Linked DNA regions of Mus musculus: regions 1, 2, 3, 4, 6 and 7 are each linked to region 5. Evidence: chromatin contacts called from public Micro-C and promoter capture Hi-C data. All regions are on one chromosome and are shown on one strand. Each heading gives the region's core, a stretch centred on a gene start, on an enhancer-like site or on the middle of the called end of the contact. The rest is flanking DNA. Distances are from core to core; before and after follow the strand shown.

Region 1 (2,700 bases), core at 141-2,640, 540 kb before region 5:
GCGCCTGCCTGTCACAGCCTCAAAGGACCTGCAAGGGCTCCTCCGGGTTCTGGCAGCCCACACTAAGCCCTGAGAAGAGAGAGATTCTAGGTCGGCGGGAGAGTGACCTAATTAAACACACAAGCTTATTCTTAGACCAGGAGGCCCAGTTAAGGCCCCTGGGTGGCCCAGCCGGGAGGCACAGGCCTAGAAGTGACCGCTCAAGACTTTTAAATGGCAATTGCTTGTTTGTGATGACTGAAGTACTACACACTCATAGCAGGACAATTGCAAAACTTTGTAAATGCAGAGACAAACAGGTTAGCCCGAAAACCGGAAGGTTGGGCTTGTTTTTCCTTGTCTTGTTTTGTTTGTTTGGTGGTTGGTTGGTTGGTTGGTTGGTTTCCCCACCTCTCACCCCCCCCCCCCCCCCCGTTGTTGTTGATTGATTGTTTTCAAGTTTTGTTTGGTTTTGAGATAGAGTCTAACTACATAGCCCTAGTTGACCTATGTAGATCAGGCTGGCTAAGACCCATGGAGATCTGCCTATCTCTGTTTCCCAAAAGCTGGGAGTATAGGTGTGCATCACCATGCCTGGCAGAAATCCCCTGGTCTTTTTTATACTTATGTATGTACCTGATAACCGAGGTGAAATACTTGCTCACATAATGTAAGTTTTAAAAAAACAAGAAAACTATGAGCTTGCATGGCCCCTAACCTGCTACATAAGTTCAGCCTGGCACATGTCTGTAGCTCCTTGTCATGGTTATCTCTCATGGTTATGGAAACATCTGCCCTGTGTCATTACACAGCTAGCTATTTCATTTGTGTGTGAGGGGAGGGCATGTGATAGGTGTGCATATGTGCAAGTTCCTGTGCTCGTGTGACTCAAGACATATACACATGCCTCCCATTTCCCCACAGGAGCACCGGCATTACTAACATGTACTACGATACCTGGCTTCCTTCCCTATAGGGGTCCTGGGGTGCTAAGTGCAGGCCCACACTTGTATGGCACAACAGGCCATCTCCCCAGCTCAGTAACTTGACTTTTAATGACTTCAAATGTCTACCATACAGAGTGATGTATGCAATATTTCCTTGTGATGGGGCGTGTAGGGTTTTTTGGTTATTGTTTTTTTGTTTTTTGTTTTCCAAATAACTCAGTGAATTTCCTCATCTTTATGCTGGATTTTAGAAGTAAGATGTTACTTAGGACTCTGTTACAGGTTGCAAAATGACACCTGACATCACCACTAGTAAAGTCAGGGGAGCCACTGTGCTTGTGACACATCCCGATTCTTGTAATAACAGTCAGAGTTTTGTTTTAACCAGCTAGTGTTAGATCCAGCTCAAACCGGATCAAACCTGGAGGCTGCTGTGGAGCAGGTGACGTCATCCTGGATCCATGCAGGACTTTGTGACCAAGCCTAACCCAGCACCCTTTCCCAATCTTTGTCAGCTTTCATGAGGTGAGGCTGTAGAGACAACCCCAGAATTTGGGGGGATTAGTGCAAGTAAAATATCATGGTCAGTTACTTAAGATGTGAAATCAACTGTGACTTTTGTTTTTGTCTTATCCTGAGGGTCATGTTGAAGAAACAGCCCAGGCCCTAGCTCCTGCCTCAAGGTCATGGGTTAATGACATAAGTAGAAAACCACATTGGTGCTTAAGGTTTGATTGGGAAGTGGTATGCATCACTCTGCTCTCTTCCCATCGGCCCAAAGAGGTCATGTGGTCAGCCAAGCCAATGAGAGGAAAGAATTCAGCTTTCCCTCAGAAAGGGGTGGGGGCATTCAGAATGTCCTCACAGAGGGGTCAGTCACAGCCAGGAAGAATGCAACCCCCACAGAGATGGGCAGTCAGACCTCGGTCACACCCTGGTACTAAATCTGACACCAGGGATGTTGGCCACCAGAGTCTCTTTTCCTTCTAGAAAATACCTCGCCCTGGATGCCTTCCCCAGTGAGGGTGTTACTCAGGTGTCCCTCTGCGCAAAAGCAAAAAAAAAAAAAAAAAAAAAAAAAAAAAAGCCTCAAGCCAGAGATGGTGTGCACACCTGTAATCCCAACATTTGAGAGGCTGAGGTAAGAGGCTGTGAGGGCAAAGAAACAGAAAACACATGTGTGTATGTGTATGTGTGTGTTTATGAACACACATTAGTAAGGAGCTCCATTTAAAAGTAATAAGGCATTGCTAGGTTACTTAAAAGAGTAAAGCCATGTGTGTAACCAGCCACCTTCATGTTTCATTTTGCTTTGCTTTTGGTTTTCAGTTCTGGGTAATGAACTGGAGGCCTTGAGGAGTCTGGACTCCACCACAGCTTTATGACCATGTCTGTCTGTCTGTCTGTCTGTCTGTCTGTCTGTCTTGTTTTCAAGGGTAGAATATTTCCCAAGAGATCAAAACAAAACCTCTGGTGACCACAGTCATTTTGGGGGCACGAAAAGCAATGCCTGAAGGTGGGGGAGGGGCTTGCTTGTCATCTGTCTCCTAGCTTCTGGCTTGTGTGTATTACGTTCTCCCTCCTCTGGATTTTCTTTTCATTGAAATTCTTCCCTTGTCCCTTCTCTCTGACTCAGGCTCTCACGTGGCCTCCCCACTCTGTTCTTCCTTCCTTCAGGGATCCCTTATTGGCACATGTCCTGACCCCCAGACCTAGAGTTTGGGAAAACAGAGTTTTCAGAAAGCACTGGGGGTGGGGTGGGGGTAGGGGAACA
Region 2 (2,700 bases), core at 134-2,633, 940 kb after region 5:
GACGTGCAGTGTTTAGGGCAAAATGGAAATCTTCATTATTTTTTGCAAGAGTCCCTCAGGTCCCTGACTCACTGAAGCTGTGACCACAGCCTCTAGGTGGATTTCAACTTTAGGAAATGTCCTTTCATGGAGCAGAAAACAAGAAGTAAGATTAGGATTGGGCGTTTTTCAAAATGAAATCTTCCAACTGTGCTAATGGCACTTGGTATTTCCCTCAGATAGGAATCAAAGGCTGGCGTGTCACACCCAGATCCCGCCGAGGCTGTGGTGAGGTTAGGGCTTCGAGCCCCTGAGTCAATGTCACACAGACACTGCCTAGTGAGTCAAGAGAGTCTTCGTGTACTTTTGACAGTATTGTTTGTGGTTTGCTTTTTCCTACCTCCAAGGACTCATGGCTTCATCGTTTGCCTCCCTCCCACAACTAACCCCTTTGTTCCCCTGCACCCTAGAAGCCCTTCAGTTCCCTTCCTCCTACTGCATCAGGTCTTAGCACAAGACAGGTCAGGGAGAGGGCACAGGCTGTGCTGGAGGCTCAGCCACCTCACTTGATGTGACTTGTGTCCTCGATGCTCCGTGGCACAGCTCCTCAAGCCCTTTGTTCCCTCACCCCCGCCTCTAGGGAGCACTGCTTGTCCTTTGGCTCAGACCTTCACAGTTTGCCCCTCATCTCTGGCAATGCGCAGCGTTAAAAGTCGGATTTCCTGGTTTCCCGGGACGTGAGGATGGGCTGAGGAATAATATGGGTGCTTTTCTTGCATGAAGCTGATCACATCACATGCTCTGGTGATGTGGGAGGAGTGTACATGTGCACTTACATTTGTGAGCAGCAGCAGTATCCACTACTGATAGATTATGGCCTTGGACAGGCCACATGCACCGTGGCCTTCAGTCCTTTAGAAATAGTGTGATGTAACAAACAGGATGTGTTTTGTCACAGCTCTGGGGTTGACTGATAGTTCTTTGCTTCTTTGCCTTTTCTAAGCAAAAAATAAATAAAAATTAATAACCAATCAACCAACTAAACAAACAAATCAAGAAGGTTTAAGGTAATTTCCCTGTCAACAGGAAAGCTAAATGTTTCTGCTTCTAATCATTCACGTGTGAATCTGGTCCATCTACTTTCAAGAACATTTTTTGTTTGTTCATTTTACATTTGTCTATTTTAACATATCATATGCTAAAACTATACATGCAAAAGAAGGGGAGAGGATAGCTTGGAGGTGTCAGTACTCTCCTCTACTTTGTGGGTCCATCCAGGGATCAAACTCAAGTCTTCAGGCCTGGCTGCAAGCCCTTTGCTCACTGAGCCATCTCTGTGGGCCCTTTAGTATAGCAAGAGCCCTTTGCTGATGAGGGACACTCTTCACTTCTGTCAGTAACTTTGGCTTCCTTATCTTTCTAGGTCACTGGCATCTTGCCATGCTTGCTCGATGGTGACTGTTTTATCAGGTCCAATTCTTCAACTCCAGACCTTGGGATATTATTTGAACTTGGAATTTCTTACATTCGCAATGTATGTCAAAACTGAAAGACAAACTGTTCTAATGCATCAAAGGGGAATCGTTAGAACCATATCTGACTTACAAGCAAAGTGATAGAAGCTATGTTAGCTACACTTGTGGTGTTCTGGTAAAACGCCCTGACAGAAGTGTTTATTCAGGGGAAGAGTTTATTCCAGCTCACAGTTCCAGGGATAAGAACACCATGGCAGGGAAGCACGCCAGGCAGCAGAGGGAGGCCTAGGCTCACTGCAGCAGCAGTCAAGAGGAAGGCAGGCAGGGAACAAATGGGACTGGACTGTAACCTCAAGGCTGCCCCAGTGACCCACTTCCTCCAGCAGGGTCTACCCCTAAAGGTTCTGCAACCAAAATCCCAAACAGTATACCAGCTGGAGACCAGGTATTCAAACATACATGCCTTTAGGGGAGATCCACACTGAAACCACAAAGAAGGATTTCTGTGTATCAGAAATTAACTCTGAAGGAACCAGATTGATGCTGACTCTCATTTTTTTTTTTAATTATTCATTTTATGTGAGTACATTATTGCTATCTTCAGACACACCAGAAGAGGGTGTCAGATCCCATCATAGATGGTTGTGAGCCACCATGTGGTTTCTGGGAATTGAACTTAGTACATCTGGAAGAGCAGCCAGTGCTCTTAACCACTGAGCCATCTCTCCAGCCCATGACTCTCTCTTTTTTTTTTTTTAAATTATTTATTTATTTATTTAGTTAGTTAGTTAGTTAATTAGTTTTCAAGATAGGATTTCTCTGTGTAGTCCTGGCTATCCTGGAACTCACTCTGTAGACCAGACTGGCCTCGAACTCAGAAATCCGCCTGCCTCTGCCTCCCAAGTGCTGGGACTAAAGGCATGCACCACCACTACCCTGCTTTCTCTCTCTCTCTCTCTCTCTCTCTCTCTCTCTCTCTCTCTTTTTAACATTTTTTTTATGAGTGGGCACAGCATGGAGATCAGAGAACAGTCTTAGGAGTTGACTTTCTCCTTTCACCGTGTGGTCCTGAGCATCGAGCTCAGGTTGTCAGGTTTGGCAGCAAGCACCTTGACTCTCTGAGCCATCTTTCTGCTCTGGTTCCCATTTGTGTGTGGTAATGCTCAGTGTTAGCTAAGGCAGAAGGGTTTGGTTGGCATTTATAGCATCAATGAACTCCAGTTGCTTTCAAAGAACAAAATGTCTC
Region 3 (2,700 bases), core at 115-2,614, 560 kb before region 5:
GCCTGATGGAGGTGGCCAAAGTCGGTCACAACAAGCTCTAGCCATGGGAAGGAAGAAGAGAAGGTCACATGCCCTTACTCATCCTCAAAGAAAGCTTGGCAATGTCTGTCAGATCTATGAACTTAAACTGTATGTATGTGTGGGAGAGGTGACTTCAGTGTCTGCCACATATCCCTGGGAGTGACGCCATGCATCCCCAAAGTACAGATAAATGAGGAACGTCAGGGTTAAAACTAAAGCCTGCAGCAGATGACTCAAGTTGAGGTCCCTGTCCCAACCTGTCCTGCCCCAGACAAGCTCCTGAGGGCAGATTCCTAAGTCAAACCTTCATAGCCTGTTCCTACCTCCCCTCCCTTACTCCATATCCTTTGTTCCTCCACCCCTTCCCCTGCAGTTCTCCAAGGCAACCCAGAGGAGCAACTCCTCATTCAGTAAAAATCTCGGGATGCTGCAGGCACTAGAGACGAGGATGGTGGGCCGAACAGCCTGACCCCCAAGGATCTGAGGAGCTAGTGGTGACTTGTCGCAAGTACATGTTTAAGGCCCCACAAGAGCCATCTATGGTCAGGAGCTGAGAACACAGAAGTCTAGCCAGCGAGGCAGGATGCCTTGAAGCCTTAAGTGGGAACAGGAATAGCAGGAGAGTCAGAGGGATGCCTTAGGAGAGCCTGGGCAGAGTGTATAAAGGCCCTTTGGCCACCTCTCCTCTCTTTTCCTCCTCTTCTTCCTGTTCCCCTCCTCTCCCCTTTCTCCTCTCTCCCTGAGCCCCTCAGGTATTTTGATGGTTTATACCTTTGTCCTCTGCCCAGGAAGGAAATTCTGTGAGGTTTTATAATATTGGCTTTGCAGTGGTTTCCAGGACCTTTCCAGAAAAGCGTGGTTCTTAAGGTATAAACAATATAGCTGAAGAAATATCGCTACCCTCTCAGGGATGAATTTGTGTCCAAAGACACAATGCTGGTGGTACCTGAGCTGTGCCTGAAAAGTGTAACCCTGTAGACTCTGGGGCCCAGAAGCACTCTGAGGAGAGGCCTTAACAGTGCCAACCCTGGGTGTTTCTGGGATACACAGGAAGTAGGAAAAGGGAACTGCTATCCTCGTTCTAAACGCTCATACTTCCTGAGAGCGAACCTGGAGAGCTGCATTGTTAGAGCTGTCCCTTCAAAGGTCCACTTTGTCACCTCCAATAGGCAAGGTCAGTCTGAGCCACCACATAATGACAGTCATCTCCACTAAGACAAACACTGAACAGTGGGAGAGAATTAAAGTCAGGACTCAGAACTCTGAGGCTCCAGGGCTGCGTGTGAGGCTCCTATCAAAATAATCCAGTTACGAGATGAGTTTTGGTGTGTTTTGCCACGTCTGAATCATCTGCCACAGTGACTCAGGATGACAGGACAGTTAGTGAGACAATCCAACCCAGCCTAGCAAGACGATCCAGCCTGGCAGGCTTTAGAAATTTTGAAACACAAAGTTCAAAGAAATGCTATTTTTAAAAGACATATTTAGAAATAAAATCATATGTAGACACGATGTAACCCTGGGAGGGCTGGTTAGAAGATTTCCATTTCTTCTTGTTACACACATTTTCAAAAGGTTCAATGGCCACCAAAGATGCCTTCTAAGGTAACAGCTATACTGGCCCCTGAGTGAATTCTCGAGCCCCAAATCAGTTCATTGAGAATTTTCAATGTGGCCAGATGTGGTGGTATGTTGTGTCCGGCCAGCAGACCACAACCTGGGTTCTAGCCTGGAAAGGCATTTTGGAAACCTGGAAGAGAAGAGGGGCTAGGTGGCGAGAGAAAAGAATGTAGCCAAGACAGTTACTCTGATCAAGGCTCAAATTTTATTGTTGCGACACTAGTTATGAAGGAAGGGGGAGGGGACCCGATTCCCGCCAAATAATCTCTCGTCCAGTAGAAAGGTGCACATGTGTGGCTCCGCAGGTTCCAGCAGTGGGCGTGGCAGAACGAATGAGCAGGAAGCTCCACCCCTGAGCAAGCAGGTTTCAGGCTGGGGGAGGGGAGACTACAGTGGTACATGCCTTTAATCCCAATCTCTAGGGGGCAGAAGCAGGCCAGACTCCATGAGTTCGAAGCCAGCCTGGTCTACAAAGCAAGTACCAAGACACGCAGGGCTCCATAGAGAAACCTTATCTCAAAAGGGGGGGAGAGCAACAAAAAGTTTTCAATGCTTTTTTTTTTCCATACATTTTCAGTTTTCTAAAAACTGTCTGGAGCAGGAGATGGACCATGTCTAGCCAGCCCATGTCTAGGACCGAGTCAGTTGTGAAAAGACAGGCAAAGCACAGATTCAAGATTAAGTCTGCCCTGGGTACCCCGAGCAGGGCTACTTTACAGTTCCTTCCTGCTCTACACCAACCCAAGGCCAAGCAGGAGACGCTCGGGCACGGTATACACACACTCCATCTGCTCACCCCCAGCAGAAGAGGACCTGACAGGACATTATAGCAAGCAAGCCCCACAAGTGTCAGAGCAGAAATAAGGTCCCTCGTGACAGCAGGGGTCTCAGCTCTAAGGTCAAAAGGTCCTCCTCCTTGGCCACTGGCATCTAAAGACTCCCACTCAGGAGTCCTTTTTAGTAACCATTGAAAAAGTCCTACCCTCTCCTGCAGAGCACAGCAGATGGGTTGGGATGATGGACCAACCAACAGCTATCTATCTGTAAAGGGTGCTTACA
Region 4 (2,700 bases), core at 152-2,651, 720 kb before region 5:
AGTCATTGCTAACAATCTGTATCTCTAAGTTCTTTCCAAGGGTGCTCAATCATTAATCTGTAGCTATGCATATCAATCACTGATATTGTAAATGCCAACATTACTGCCCAGGGAGGGGCTAGAAGACCCCTTAGAGTTTTCATACAACTCATAGATTAGGAGAGATACAAGGGCAACGAGCAGAGCAAGACCTCACCACAGCAGGAAGACCTCAGGACCACAACAGCCCTTGGGGCTCTGCTCTCCAAGGCACACCCATCATAGCTGTGCTAACTGGTGGGCTGCATTCCATGAGTTCTAAAGCTGTTTGGATGTTCCTCTTGCATGGCCCTCAACAGGTGTGCTCAAAAGAGGAAACAGTCGGAGACAGGCAATGCATTCAGTTTTTACCCTAACCTAGATGGTGGCTGTGTCTTCCCCAATGGCTGAAGTCTGACCTCACAATCATACTCAACTGGCTAGTCTGAAAATAATTCATACACAGAAAAAGGGGTCACAACTCGAAGAAAAAAAGTGACTGCTCCAGGCCAACAAATTCCTAGAACAGTGAAGCCTCTGGGTAAATGAAGGTTTTACTGGGAGGGAAGATTAAAACATTTGCATGAAAGTCTTTCAATGTGGGAGAGACAAAAAGATTATAATTGCTTGTCTTAAACATGAGTTTTATAGTATTTGTTAGAAAAGAGTTATATTGTTATAGGTCTGTGTTGCAGGATATTTAATCACACTGTGAGCCCTAAGATGTGTTATTTATTGGAAAACCCTGCTTTTAGTTTGGTGTGGCTCAGCCTTTGCAGACACCTTTAATCTAAGAGCTTTCTGCTTGAATATTATAGACATGATTAAATAAAGCCAACCATAGATCAAGAGGTAGAGTAAGCAACCAGTTGACAGGAGGTAAACATAGAATTATTAAGGAAAAAAATATATATAGTAAGAGGGAGTCAGGATGATGGACAGAGAGAAGCACAGGAAGTAGAAGGGAGGGACATTCAGTTTGAAGGAGGTTTTTTGAGAGACATCAGAGAGGGGATTCCTTCTGGGACATCGGCTGAGAAGGAAGGTCAGCTGGGTGCTTTCTCTGCCTCTCTGAGCTAGCAGGCTTTCACACTACCATCTGGTTTCCAGGTCTTCATCGGTAAAATTGAATGATTATAATTTTGATAAAAAGCATCAGGTCTCAGGTTGTTCAGAGATTCACCAATCTGACCATGAGTAACTTTAAAGAAGAAGCTTTATTGAGATTGGCACCAGGATTGCGCCAGAAAGTCGGGATTCTCAAGATGCAGCCTTTCTGGGGTGGGGAGTGGCACATATCCTATCTACATGCAAGGATTCTGCCTGTAAGCAGGGGCTCAGTTAGCAAACAGATGTCATCGGCTATCTTGAGCAAGCAAGCTTATTTACAGAAGCAGAAACACACAGTTAGCATAGTGACCATTATCTTGAATTGTAGCCGCCCGCAGCTACATGAATCAGGTTCCTGAATGGGAGGCTGGAGCTGCATGGGAGGAAACAGCGGAAGGAATAACGAGACCAAGACAAAATTCTGATCAACCCCCACGCACCCTCCTCCCCCCCTAGTTTACTAAGAGTCTGAGCTTATAAAGGGGGAAGGCCCATCCCCCGCCACACCAGGTTCTTGATGCTTTGTCACCAGCCTGTCAGCACTTGGTCCAGGTTGTCAGCACTTAGTTGCCTGGCTGTTGCTTATCTCAGGAAGACAGATTCTGCCTCTCAGCCTCTCAGCAGTAGTGGCCGGCAGTCTTGGCAGAACAATAGACCTATCTAGGTCAGAAGACTCCACCCTAGGAGGTGCCAGAACAGGTCTGAGCCAGCCTGCTCAAAGCTGGGGGAGGCTACATTGAATAATGGACAGATATATTTAAAATTGTAAAAGACTAGATAATTACAAGAAAAACCACAGGCATTCTAGTCATTCTTAAGCAAGCTGGCTAACAGGGTCCCTTTCTCACTGGTACAGCTTTTAGAGGGTAGAGGAAATGTTTGCTTTATAGATCTTTTAAGTGTAGTAACTTAAGCTTTAAACATAATGTTAGCCATCATAATACTTGATACTTCTTAAATAGATATGAAAAAGGGACTCATCAGGGCCACTGCAGATAGCACCTGGGAGCTGAGTCTCTCCCTTCCATTCATGCTGGCATGAAGAGTGTCACCAATATTCACAAACAAGAGCATTTCACTAATAATGCCTTTACCCAAAGACATTCTCTTCAAAATTTTTAAGTGTTTTCTTATGATGGTTACTTTTCTCTGTGTATTTTGTTGGAGTTATGATCACAATAAGGTTAGGGAGATAGATGGAGAGACAGTGAGCAATAGCATGTAGATGGATGATGGAGAGACAGAGTGAGTGACAGCATGTAGATAGATGGAGAGACAGAGTGAGTGACAGCATGTAGATAGATGGAGAGACAGAGTGAGTGACAGCATGTAGATAGATGGAGAGACAGAGTGATAGCATGTAGATAGATGGAGAGACAGAGTGAGTGACAGCATGTAGATAGATGATGGAGAGACAGAGTGAGTGATAGCATGTAGATAGATGGAGAGACAGAGTGAGTGACAGCATGTAGGTATGGATTTAAGTATAACTTTTCATCAACACAATCTTTAACTTCCAAGACATTTGAAGGCTTGGGCCTATAAAATCTGACCTCTTTCGTCTTCCTGGCA
Region 5 (2,700 bases), core at 169-2,668:
AAAATGACGCGTGGCCTGCTAGGGCTAGTAGCAAAAGTATACCCGACTTTCAGCGGATTATTAAGAACAGTCCTGGCAGAAAGGCTGAGGAACTTTTGAGGGTTTAGTAATGGAGAATAGAGTGGTCTCAGTTCTTAGCTCGTTTTTTGGCTGTTGATGTTTGTTGCAAATTGTCACGTTGCCTCAAACTACAAATTGCTTATGTAATTTAATGTGCAAGGAAAGAATTGTTTAAAAAAGAAAAAGAAAAGAAAAGGAAAGAAAAGAAAAAAAAGCTCATTTGAGCAAATGAACTTTGAGAGGAAAAATGAGGTTTGTAGCTAAACCATAAACCAAACTTTCCTTAAAAGACAAACTTTAGTCTACCAGATTCAAGATCAAAGAGACAAAATTACACTCCGAATAGAAACAGATCTTTTAGGGCAGGAGCAATACCTGAAGGAACAATACCTGAAATGTGCTTGCTTATAGTAGTCTTCCAACCCCTCCTGCGTCTATTTCTTTTTGGAAAAACCTTGTTTTGTTTTCCCCCCAGCAGCTTCTTTACAAAGTGCCTCAGTGTCATCTGTTGGAGGAACCTGCCATACTTGTTTGCGCTAATCAATCCAGCATGTCAAATTGAACCGCTTGTGAGAGCACTTGTGGTCTGAGCACTTGTTTGTGCTACCCAAACAAAAAAGATTCCGCTCCACAGTAATAATAGTGAAAGGACCGTATCGTCCCCCTCGGCTTTTTGCAGGCTTCTTACACTCACAGACAGGCTGTCCCTACAAAGGAGGGCTAACACAATGTTCAGCAGAGCCCAGGGGAGAAGCCAGAACTAGTCTTTCCCTGGCGGGACACCTAGCCTCCAAGCAACGCCACGCGCTAACGGTGACATCCAACTTTTGCAGCTACTTATTGGTTCACGGCGTGGAATTACCTTGGAATCCTCGGTCTATGATTCGCAGAAACCCCGCCAAAGCTCGGCAAGGCTAGACAGTGTTGAGGGTAAAGTTCTTGGTGCATGCCACGCCAGACCTGAGTTGCATTTCTTAAAGGCTCAAACTTCGCTGCTCCCAGAGCGCCCAACCGGGCTTGAGGTCTTTCTCTGTGGTAATGGGAAGCTCTCGGTTCCCATCGGTTCTACTAAGACGTGCACCCCAAGACCCGGCTAGGGAGCCCCCATAACCCTCTACGGCTCGCTGGAATGAGTAGCAGCTCCCGGAGACCCTGCAACCTGCACTCACCTCCACTCCAGAGCGCGGGTAGCAGCAGCAGCCCCAGTAGCAGTGGGGCCAGAACCATCGCGGGGCCGCGGATCTGGCAGTTCTCTCCGGACAGATGCACGTATCCACCAACGTCCCAAACTCGCCAGTCGCCGAGGGCGCGTGCGAAGCGCCTCAGTCCCGGCCGCCCGGGCAGCAGGCGCCAGAGTGGCAGTGCGGAGTTGGGGATCGCAGGAGTCCTAAGTTAGAAGAGGCGGGCCCAGGGCTCAGGCCCGGGAGGGGCCAGCAGGTTGGAGTGGACAGGGGCGGGAAGGGGGAAGGGCAAAGAGAGCAAAGAAGGATGGAACTGGAGGAGGGGGCGGGAAGGGGAGGATCCAAGGACAAGCCCTAGGGAGGGTGGAGGGGCGGGGCAGAATGGAACTTGGGTCAACTCCAGCAGGTTAACCCCTGGCTTGAGTGTGTAGGAAATCTGGAAGGGAGGTGCTGGAGGAGATGGAACAGAGCTAAGGAGGGCCACCATCTTGAGCTAAAAGGACCGAGAGACGGAGAGGAAGGGGAGGGGGCTAAGAAAGAAAATAATCGGGAGGATGATCTCTGGCTACTTGGTTACATCAGAGGAATCTCACTCTGTATGGGTAGGTAGAAGGGATTGGAAAGGGTAGAGGCCGAATTTAGTGGAGAGCGACGGATGCAACTCCAAGACCTTTAAAGGTTAGTGGGTCCAGCTGCTTTGGAGGGGCAGCGATTCTGCAGTTCAGGCTCTACTGGCATAAGAGGTCCTAGCAGCTGCATTCCAGAGGCTGTGGCCGCCGTGGCAGCACACCCTGCTTGCCAGGTCCTCCCCCTGGCTACTGAAACGGAGTGCAAGAGCGGACCCTGGCGTCAAGATCTTGCAACCTCCACCCCAGAGGTTAGCTCGGGGAGAACTAAGCCGAATCCTGTAAGGAAAGAGTTTGAAACAGGGATGGAAGAAAGTGCTGTTACAGGAAAGGGTGGGAGGCCCAAACCACGGCATCAGATTGTGAATCTCAAAGAAACGGAAGGCGTATGAGGCTTTCTTAAAGGAAATAGAATGATTTGTTTTTCTTTGGAGATAAGATCACATTAGAGCCCAGAGTAAACCACCCTGATAAATTTAAAGTATTTATTACTGAAACTGAGGACAGACCCATACGCACTGTGATACAATAAGCTCCTTGCATCTCTAGCCCTGCAGGAGGACATCAAACCAGAAGCGCTGGATTAAACAGACCCTTGATTGGTGCTTGATGTGAAAGAGCCCAGTTTACTGTGGATGGTGCCATTCCCGGGTAGGTCATTCAGGGATGCATAAGAAAGCAAGCTGAGCAAGCCAGTAAGCAGTTCCTCTATGGTTTGTGCTTAAGTTCTGGCCTCCAGGTTCCTGCCTCGAATTCCTGTTCTGACTTTCCTTCATGATGCATTTCAACTGTAAGCTGAAATAAATTCCCAAGTAGCTTTTGGTCATCACAAC
Region 6 (2,700 bases), core at 72-2,571, 840 kb after region 5:
AAAGAGAAAGAAAAAAGAGAGAGAGAAAGAAAAAGAAAGAAAGAGAGAGGGAGGGAGGGAGGGAAGGAAGGAAGGAAGAAAGAAAGAAAGAAAGGAAGGAAGGAAGGAAGGAAGGAAGGAAGGAAGGAGAAAGAGAGAGAAAGAAAGAAATCGCCCTTGGTGTACAAAAATTTTACATTGTAAGCCAGGCATGATAGTGCATGTTTTAATCCCAGTACTCTGGAGGCAGATCTCTATGAGTTCAAAGCCAACCTGGTCTATGTAGAGAGTTCTGGGCCAACCAGGGCTACACAATGAAGCTTGTCTCAAAAGAAAAAAAAAAAAAAGGAAGAAAGGAAGGAAGGAAAGAAAGAAAAAAGAAATAAAAAAGAAAAAAAGAAGAAAAAAGAACAAAGGAAAGAAAAATGTGTTTCTTAGTATTTTGTCATTTCATGCTTATTTTATAATTAAAAATTTCAATTTTCTTTTGATTGTGCATTTTAACATAGAAAGACATATTGATCTTACCTGCAACTTTACTGAATTTACTAGTCCTAACATATTTTTGTGCAATTATGATGATTTTCAACGATAAGAGCATGGCATCATAAAGACAATTTCATCTTCTTTCTCTCCAACTTTTTATGTCTGATTTTTACTCACAGAGTCTGTCACTGCCTGATGTACCATAAACGTATATGTGTTTTACTATGCAGTGTGTCCTCCTGTATTAAACTATAAGCTCCACAAATACCTGCTTTACTTTCTGTCCCTTGGTGTCTAGCTCATTGTTGGAGCCAGTAAATAACTGTGAAGTGAGTGAGTCACCTCACCTGCCATACTGAAGGGACTTAACAAATGGTAGCAAGTAGTAATTGTTGTTACCTTTTACACAACACTTGACTGTAAAAGTAGTAATTAAGTTTTCAAATAAAAAGATCTTATTTATAAAAAATGGTCACAGTATCAAGAAATAAACAAACCATGATTCCAGCTGCTCTGGAGTCCCTTGGCAGACAACACACTCCCTGGCAGGCTCTCTGAAGAAATCCCTGTGGTCCCCGCAGATGACAGCACACTTTGGATGCCAATCTATACAGAGGGACTTCTATAAACAGTCCACTCCATCCTGTCATCTCTGCTCAACTCTTCCACAGGATCCCATGGGGCCAGGGCTGGCCTGGCCAAGTGGCCAGCATCCAAGTGCATGGGGCTGGAGCTGGGACAAAGACTCCTGCCAAAAGCAGCACACAGACCAAGATCCAGGGTAGCCTGTCACAGCCTGCTAGGAAAAGCCAGGGTTCCAGGACAAACAGAAGCCAGAGGGCCCAAGCCCAAAGAGGAAAGGTCTCAGAGAAAGAAAGTCAGAGCAAGCACAGGGATGGGTGGGAGGAGGCTTCTCTGTCATGATCCTTAGGACCAATAGGGACTGGGTTGGTGTTGAGGCCTAAACAGGACAGAATTTCATGAAGAACCAATGACAGACTCACTTCTTTGGCTTCTTGACATAGTCCCTGCTCAGCTAGAGTTTTGCAATGCACTCATGACTTCCGGGGGGTGGGGGGTCGGGGGGGGGGGGGAAGAAGTCTAACATCTTAGGGGTTATCAGGAAAGTAACCGGTTTCCTCATTCTCAAGCACCTTCAGAAGTGAGGCAATCTGACCTTAGAATATCATTCCATCTTAGAGCTAATCACCAGTCTCTCTAATGTAAAACACCCAAAACTAAAACTAATTTAAAAAAAATATATAGTTAGAGTAAATACAACGATCAGGCCATAGGTTGTCTGCCAATTCCCACCAGGCAGCTAAGAGTGGGCTTCCCGGAACCTGTGGATGATTTAAACCAGTGTTGTTCAGACTTCAAGGTCCCTAAGCCCCTTTACACTTAAAAACTACTGAGGGACCAACGAGATGGCTCAGTGGGTAAAGGTGCTTGCCACTAAGCCTGATGACCAGACTTCGAGCCTTAGGACCCACATGGAAGACGAAAAGAACCCACTCTCACAAGGTGCCCCTGACCTCCACATGCATGCTGTGGCATATGTGTGTCCATACACATACACACAAAAAAACAAACACATAAGTAAATAAATAAATATAAAAAGAAAAAAAAAACTGTGAAACTGCCGAGGAGCTTTCCTTGTGGTTCTATTTAGCAATTTACCATATTGGTAATTAAAACAGAGAAATCTGGTACTTTAGTCATTGTAAATAATAATAAACTCATAAAGTAATAGTTTCATGAAAATACACACAATTTCCAAAATCCAAAAAGGAGATAAAAAATAAAATAAGTTAGACAAATAGAGTTATCTTACATTTTACAAATTGTTTGAATATCTAGCCTAATTAAAGACACCTTGGCTTTCAGCTTTGCCTTTGCTGTGAGGTGCCCTTTGGGTTAGTTTGTCACAAAAGTCCTGCATCACACACACAGAAAACCAGGCATTTATTTTTCAGGTGGCACCTGCAAACATCTCAGAGATATCCAGGGATTGTCAGACCACACTCAAGGACCACTGGGCTAGGCCATGTTCCTGCTACCAATGCCTGCCCATGCAAATTATTAGGATGATGATAACACAGGGGATTGTGGGTAATTTTCTTTCAGTCTCAGGGGGCATAGTGTAGGTGAGCAGGAGCTGTGGGTTGCTATTTCATTATTCAAGAATTTGTTCCCAGACAGCCCCATAAATGGTCAAGAGTAGTCTGACCCCAA
Region 7 (2,700 bases), core at 77-2,576, 960 kb after region 5:
CACTGAGTGGGTGCCTGATCTGGTTTATACTGGTTTACACTGCTGCAGACACATGAGCTAACTTGGCAAGTCTGGCCTTGACCAGTGAGGTGGGATGTCACTTCCAGAATGCAGGACTTGATGGACACTTTCTGTTTAGGACCAGGGAGTGATTTCAGACAGGTTTTGTAAGGCACGCTGTCTCTCCCACAGAAAACTACTGTCATTAAGAAAAAGTGGCATAGATGGCAGGTGAGAGCCCAGTGCTCTAATGTTTCTATAAACATTTATTTCCGAAAGGAGGCAGAGGCCACACTGGGCTCATGTTTGCTATTTCAGAGGTGTACCCCTGCCCATGTGCCACATGTGCCCTGGGATAGCTGTGGGTGTGGCCCAACATAAAATCGGGACTGTACTTAGAACACTTTAGAAAGTATTCTTAGAAATTTTCTCTTGAAAAATGTTTACATGGTTTTCAAGAGTTAACTTTGTAGATGACATATTTTAGACACACCTGAAAGTGTTAATTGTTTATAAGAAATGTAGCAGAAAAAAAAAAAGAGAAAAGAAAAGAAAAGAAAAAGCCTAAACTTCAGAGCAGGAGCAAGAATTACAGCTGAAGCTTTCTCATAACCAGTAACGTTGCACTTTACCCAGTCTGCTGGTTTCAGACCTTTCTAGAACAACAGTGGGTGAGGTGCGGGGCCTCAGGCTCCTGGAAGCTGTCCCATATATATGTTGTGCCTGGGCACTCTCCATGTGTGCAGCCAGCTGTGTGTGGAGCCCTCTGTGCTCAGCTGCAGTGCTTCTGAGGTCCCACCCCAGCCTGCTGGCCCTAGGCTAGATGGGTCCTCCCATTATCTGGGGAGGGTCTGATGCCCTCAGACCGATGGGCCTTCACTCCCCTGCTTGGGCCTCCTTTCTCTAGATCCCAGAGTGCTTGCCACTTCTCTTCTTTTTTGTAGATAAGTTCTTAATATGTAGTCCTGGCTGGCCTGGATCTTGTTATATAGACTTAATTGACCTCAAACTCACAGTCAGCCTGCCCTTGCCTCCTGAGTGCTGGAATTAAAGATGTGCAGCACTATGCCCAGCCCCACTTCTTTCTGAAATTGAGGCAATTATCTCTTGGCAGATAATAATCCAAATAAGTCTACACAGCCACTTTATATTGTAGTGTATGTGTAGTGTATGTGGGTATGGTGTCACTACAGTAGACTGCAACCCTTTAGTCTTCTTGACAGAAGATGTGACACTCTACATGGAGCTTAGGAGACCCTTGCTCTCACAGAGACTCTGCAGAGTTCTTAGGGAGAATTGCTCAACTCCACCATGACTCTCACTCCAGCCAGCTCTGGGCTCTTACAACACTGAGCACATGCAACCCCTGCCAGTGCCTTGCCCTGCTCCTCAGTGACTTTCAGCTGACAGCTCACAGGACTTTGTACTTTGAGAGCAATGATGCCAGGCTATTGATAGTTCCTTTGTGGTGATGTTTTCCCAGAGAGACAAAGAGCTCCTAAAGGCTGAGTTCCTCCTGGTCTACCATGACTGCGTGCTCCCTCTTCTGCACTCGACACTGCTGCCCCCCTTTAGGTGGGCCGAGGAAGAGACAGAGGCTGCAAGATGGAAAGCCATTGCTGACTTCCTCAAGCAGAGCCGGGAGAACGAGGGTTCCCTGAAGGCTCTGCTGTCACCAGATGGAGTTCACAAACCATTTGACCTTTCGGAGCAGACCTTTGACTTCTTGGGTGAAATAAGAAAGAACTCAGGCTAATGGCGACCATGCTCCGATTCCCACTGGACCCAGGGAGCTTCCAGGAAGACTTGCCTCAAACAACTGAGCCAAAGACAGACTGGTTAGAACGTAGTCATATGCTTTTGTGTGCAAATAATATTTTCAAAGAACTAATAATAATTTGATTGAGTGTAAAACAATAAAATAAATTTTATAAGGAACATTGTTATATCTAAATTTTTCTTCAAAATATCAATTAAGTGTCAACTTGAAGGTGTAGATGTCTATAAAAGCAGTTTTTAGCAAAGGTTAAACTAGTGATTATTCAAGAAAGTGAAAATATAATCCACTAACTGGGAAAAGATATTTCCAAGTCATAAGACTGATACAAATGTAATGCCAAGGACAGGGCTCTGTGGTAGAGTGCTTGTCTAGTTCGTGCAAGGCCCTGGGTTCCAACCCCAGCACTGCAAAGGCAGTCTAATATGCAGGATATATAAACTGCTGAATGTTGCTAATGATATTTGTAGGTTATTCAGAGAAATTGTGTTGTCAGTCATTTAATTTAGTCTGATGTTTGGGTTGCTTTACCCCTGGTTAGAACAAATGCAGAATTCTTGTCTTTTAAAGTCAATATAAAAAGTCCTCCGTCAAAATGATTTTTTTCCCACATTGAAGAGTGGAGCTGACATGGCTTTTCAAAGAACACCCAGACCTTAGTGCATTTCAGATACACTCTCGAAAGTTGCCAAATGTCTCAAATCTTTATTGTTAACAATAGTAACACCAGGTAACCCTTGGGTGCCTGGTCATGCAATCTATCAGGTGACCTGGGTAATAATGAGTACCAGTTGGTACTGCTGTGTACCTGGTCATGGTTTTCAGGGCTCCACATTAGCTAGGTGGGATTAGTAGCTCTGAGCTACTGTGGGATGCAGGTTCTGATCCATAATACTGTTGAAGAGACAGACCAAGCAGGTTAT

What was found. Promoter capture Hi-C pulls out the DNA fragments that hold promoters and counts their contacts. Hi-C and Micro-C count contacts between places; a contact is called where the count stands out from the background.
Region 1: a contact with region 5 is called in a Micro-C map of embryonic stem cells, with 2.9 times the contacts expected there. The contact joins the enhancer-like site here to the promoter of Mertk in region 5. A contact is called at or near these places in 15 of 39 promoter capture datasets (the 3T3-L1 cell line, 3T3-L1-derived adipocytes, the C10 cell line and 10 more), 3 of 15 datasets of contacts at CTCF or cohesin (the NIH/3T3 cell line, large pre-B cells and pro-B cells), 34 of 484 Hi-C or Micro-C datasets (B cells, the CH12 cell line, the G1E-ER4 cell line and 21 more), 12 of 115 datasets of contacts at active chromatin or transcription factors (the NIH/3T3 cell line, differentiating embryonic stem cells, embryonic basal ganglia and 7 more) and 2 of 9 other capture datasets (embryonic stem cells and liver).
Region 2: a promoter capture Hi-C map of pre-B cells shows a contact between it and region 5, with 5 times the contacts expected there. The contact joins the enhancer-like site here to the promoter of Mertk in region 5. A contact is called at or near these places in 4 of 39 promoter capture datasets (the C10 cell line, hippocampal neurons, liver and 1 more) and 1 of 115 datasets of contacts at active chromatin or transcription factors (bone marrow-derived macrophages).
Region 3: a Micro-C map of the G1E-ER4 cell line shows a contact between it and region 5. The contact joins the enhancer-like site here to the promoter of Mertk in region 5. A contact is called at or near these places in 16 of 39 promoter capture datasets (the 3T3-L1 cell line, 3T3-L1-derived adipocytes, the C10 cell line and 11 more), 3 of 15 datasets of contacts at CTCF or cohesin (the NIH/3T3 cell line, large pre-B cells and pro-B cells), 40 of 484 Hi-C or Micro-C datasets (B cells, the CH12 cell line, the G1E-ER4 cell line and 25 more), 12 of 115 datasets of contacts at active chromatin or transcription factors (the NIH/3T3 cell line, differentiating embryonic stem cells, embryonic basal ganglia and 7 more) and 2 of 9 other capture datasets (embryonic stem cells and liver).
Region 4: a promoter capture Hi-C map of the HPC-7 cell line shows a contact between it and region 5, with 5 times the contacts expected there. The contact joins the enhancer-like site here to the promoter of Mertk in region 5. A contact is called at or near these places in 11 of 39 promoter capture datasets (the 3T3-L1 cell line, the C10 cell line, the HPC-7 cell line and 6 more) and 1 of 484 Hi-C or Micro-C datasets (cortical neurons).
Region 6: a promoter capture Hi-C map of hippocampal neurons shows a contact between it and region 5, with 2.8 times the contacts expected there. The contact joins the promoter of Acoxl here to the promoter of Mertk in region 5. A contact is called at or near these places in 4 of 39 promoter capture datasets (the 3T3-L1 cell line, the SN4741 cell line, hippocampal neurons and 1 more) and 3 of 115 datasets of contacts at active chromatin or transcription factors (bone marrow-derived macrophages, embryonic forebrain and embryonic stem cells).
Region 7: a promoter capture Hi-C map of hippocampal neurons shows a contact between it and region 5, with 6 times the contacts expected there. The contact joins the enhancer-like site here to the promoter of Mertk in region 5. A contact is called at or near these places in 3 of 39 promoter capture datasets (the C10 cell line, embryonic stem cells and hippocampal neurons), 1 of 15 datasets of contacts at CTCF or cohesin (the NIH/3T3 cell line), 3 of 115 datasets of contacts at active chromatin or transcription factors (bone marrow-derived macrophages, embryonic stem cells and large pre-B cells) and 2 of 9 other capture datasets (liver and macrophages).

What each region holds. Positions count from the first base shown.
Region 1 is chr2:129,241,326-129,244,025 of GRCm38.p6, reverse strand. No RefSeq gene overlaps it. Among named protein-coding and RNA genes, the nearest start is that of A730036I17Rik, 24 kb to the right of the region's middle. Within about 2 kb of position 1,390, at least 83 of the 459 cell types and tissues checked have an H3K27ac peak or open chromatin away from gene starts, as enhancers often do. A contact at or near this core is called in embryonic stem cells, erythroblasts, liver and 2 more, where this site is marked.
Region 2 is chr2:127,758,389-127,761,088 of GRCm38.p6, reverse strand. Nphp1 (nephronophthisis 1 (juvenile) homolog (human)) reads left to right here. Exons shown (of 20, transcript NM_016902.4): 13 at 1,403-1,513. Among named protein-coding and RNA genes, the nearest start is that of Nphp1, 29 kb to the left of the region's middle. Within about 2 kb of position 1,383, at least 38 of the 459 cell types and tissues checked have an H3K27ac peak or open chromatin away from gene starts, as enhancers often do.
Region 3 is chr2:129,261,950-129,264,649 of GRCm38.p6, reverse strand. No RefSeq gene overlaps it. Among named protein-coding and RNA genes, the nearest start is that of Ckap2l, 34 kb to the left of the region's middle. Within about 2 kb of position 1,364, at least 60 of the 459 cell types and tissues checked have an H3K27ac peak or open chromatin away from gene starts, as enhancers often do. A contact at or near this core is called in the G1E-ER4 cell line, the NIH/3T3 cell line, adipose-derived mesenchymal stem cells and 1 more, where this site is marked.
Region 4 is chr2:129,420,097-129,422,796 of GRCm38.p6, reverse strand. No RefSeq gene overlaps it. Among named protein-coding and RNA genes, the nearest start is that of Il1b, 50 kb to the right of the region's middle. Within about 2 kb of position 1,401, at least 15 of the 459 cell types and tissues checked have an H3K27ac peak or open chromatin away from gene starts, as enhancers often do. A contact at or near this core is called in the HPC-7 cell line and embryonic stem cells, where this site is marked.
Region 5 is chr2:128,697,633-128,700,332 of GRCm38.p6, reverse strand. Mertk (MER proto-oncogene tyrosine kinase) reads right to left here and starts at 1,418. Exons shown (of 19, transcript NM_008587.2): 1 at 1,230-1,418. The coding sequence starts at 1,287. It overlaps Gm39931 (a long non-coding RNA gene), which reads left to right and starts at 1,831. Exons shown (of 5, transcript XR_001783466.2): 1 at 1,831-1,919; 2 at 2,417-2,518.
Region 6 is chr2:127,853,249-127,855,948 of GRCm38.p6, reverse strand. Acoxl (acyl-Coenzyme A oxidase-like) reads right to left here and starts at 1,321. Exons shown (of 18, transcript NM_028765.3): 1 at 963-1,321. The coding sequence starts at 1,115.
Region 7 is chr2:127,739,972-127,742,671 of GRCm38.p6, reverse strand. It overlaps Nphp1 (nephronophthisis 1 (juvenile) homolog (human)), which reads left to right. Exons shown (of 20, transcript NM_016902.4): 20 at 1,484-1,940. The coding sequence ends at 1,756. Among named protein-coding and RNA genes, the nearest start is that of Mall, 11 kb to the right of the region's middle. Within about 2 kb of position 1,326, at least 19 of the 459 cell types and tissues checked have an H3K27ac peak or open chromatin away from gene starts, as enhancers often do.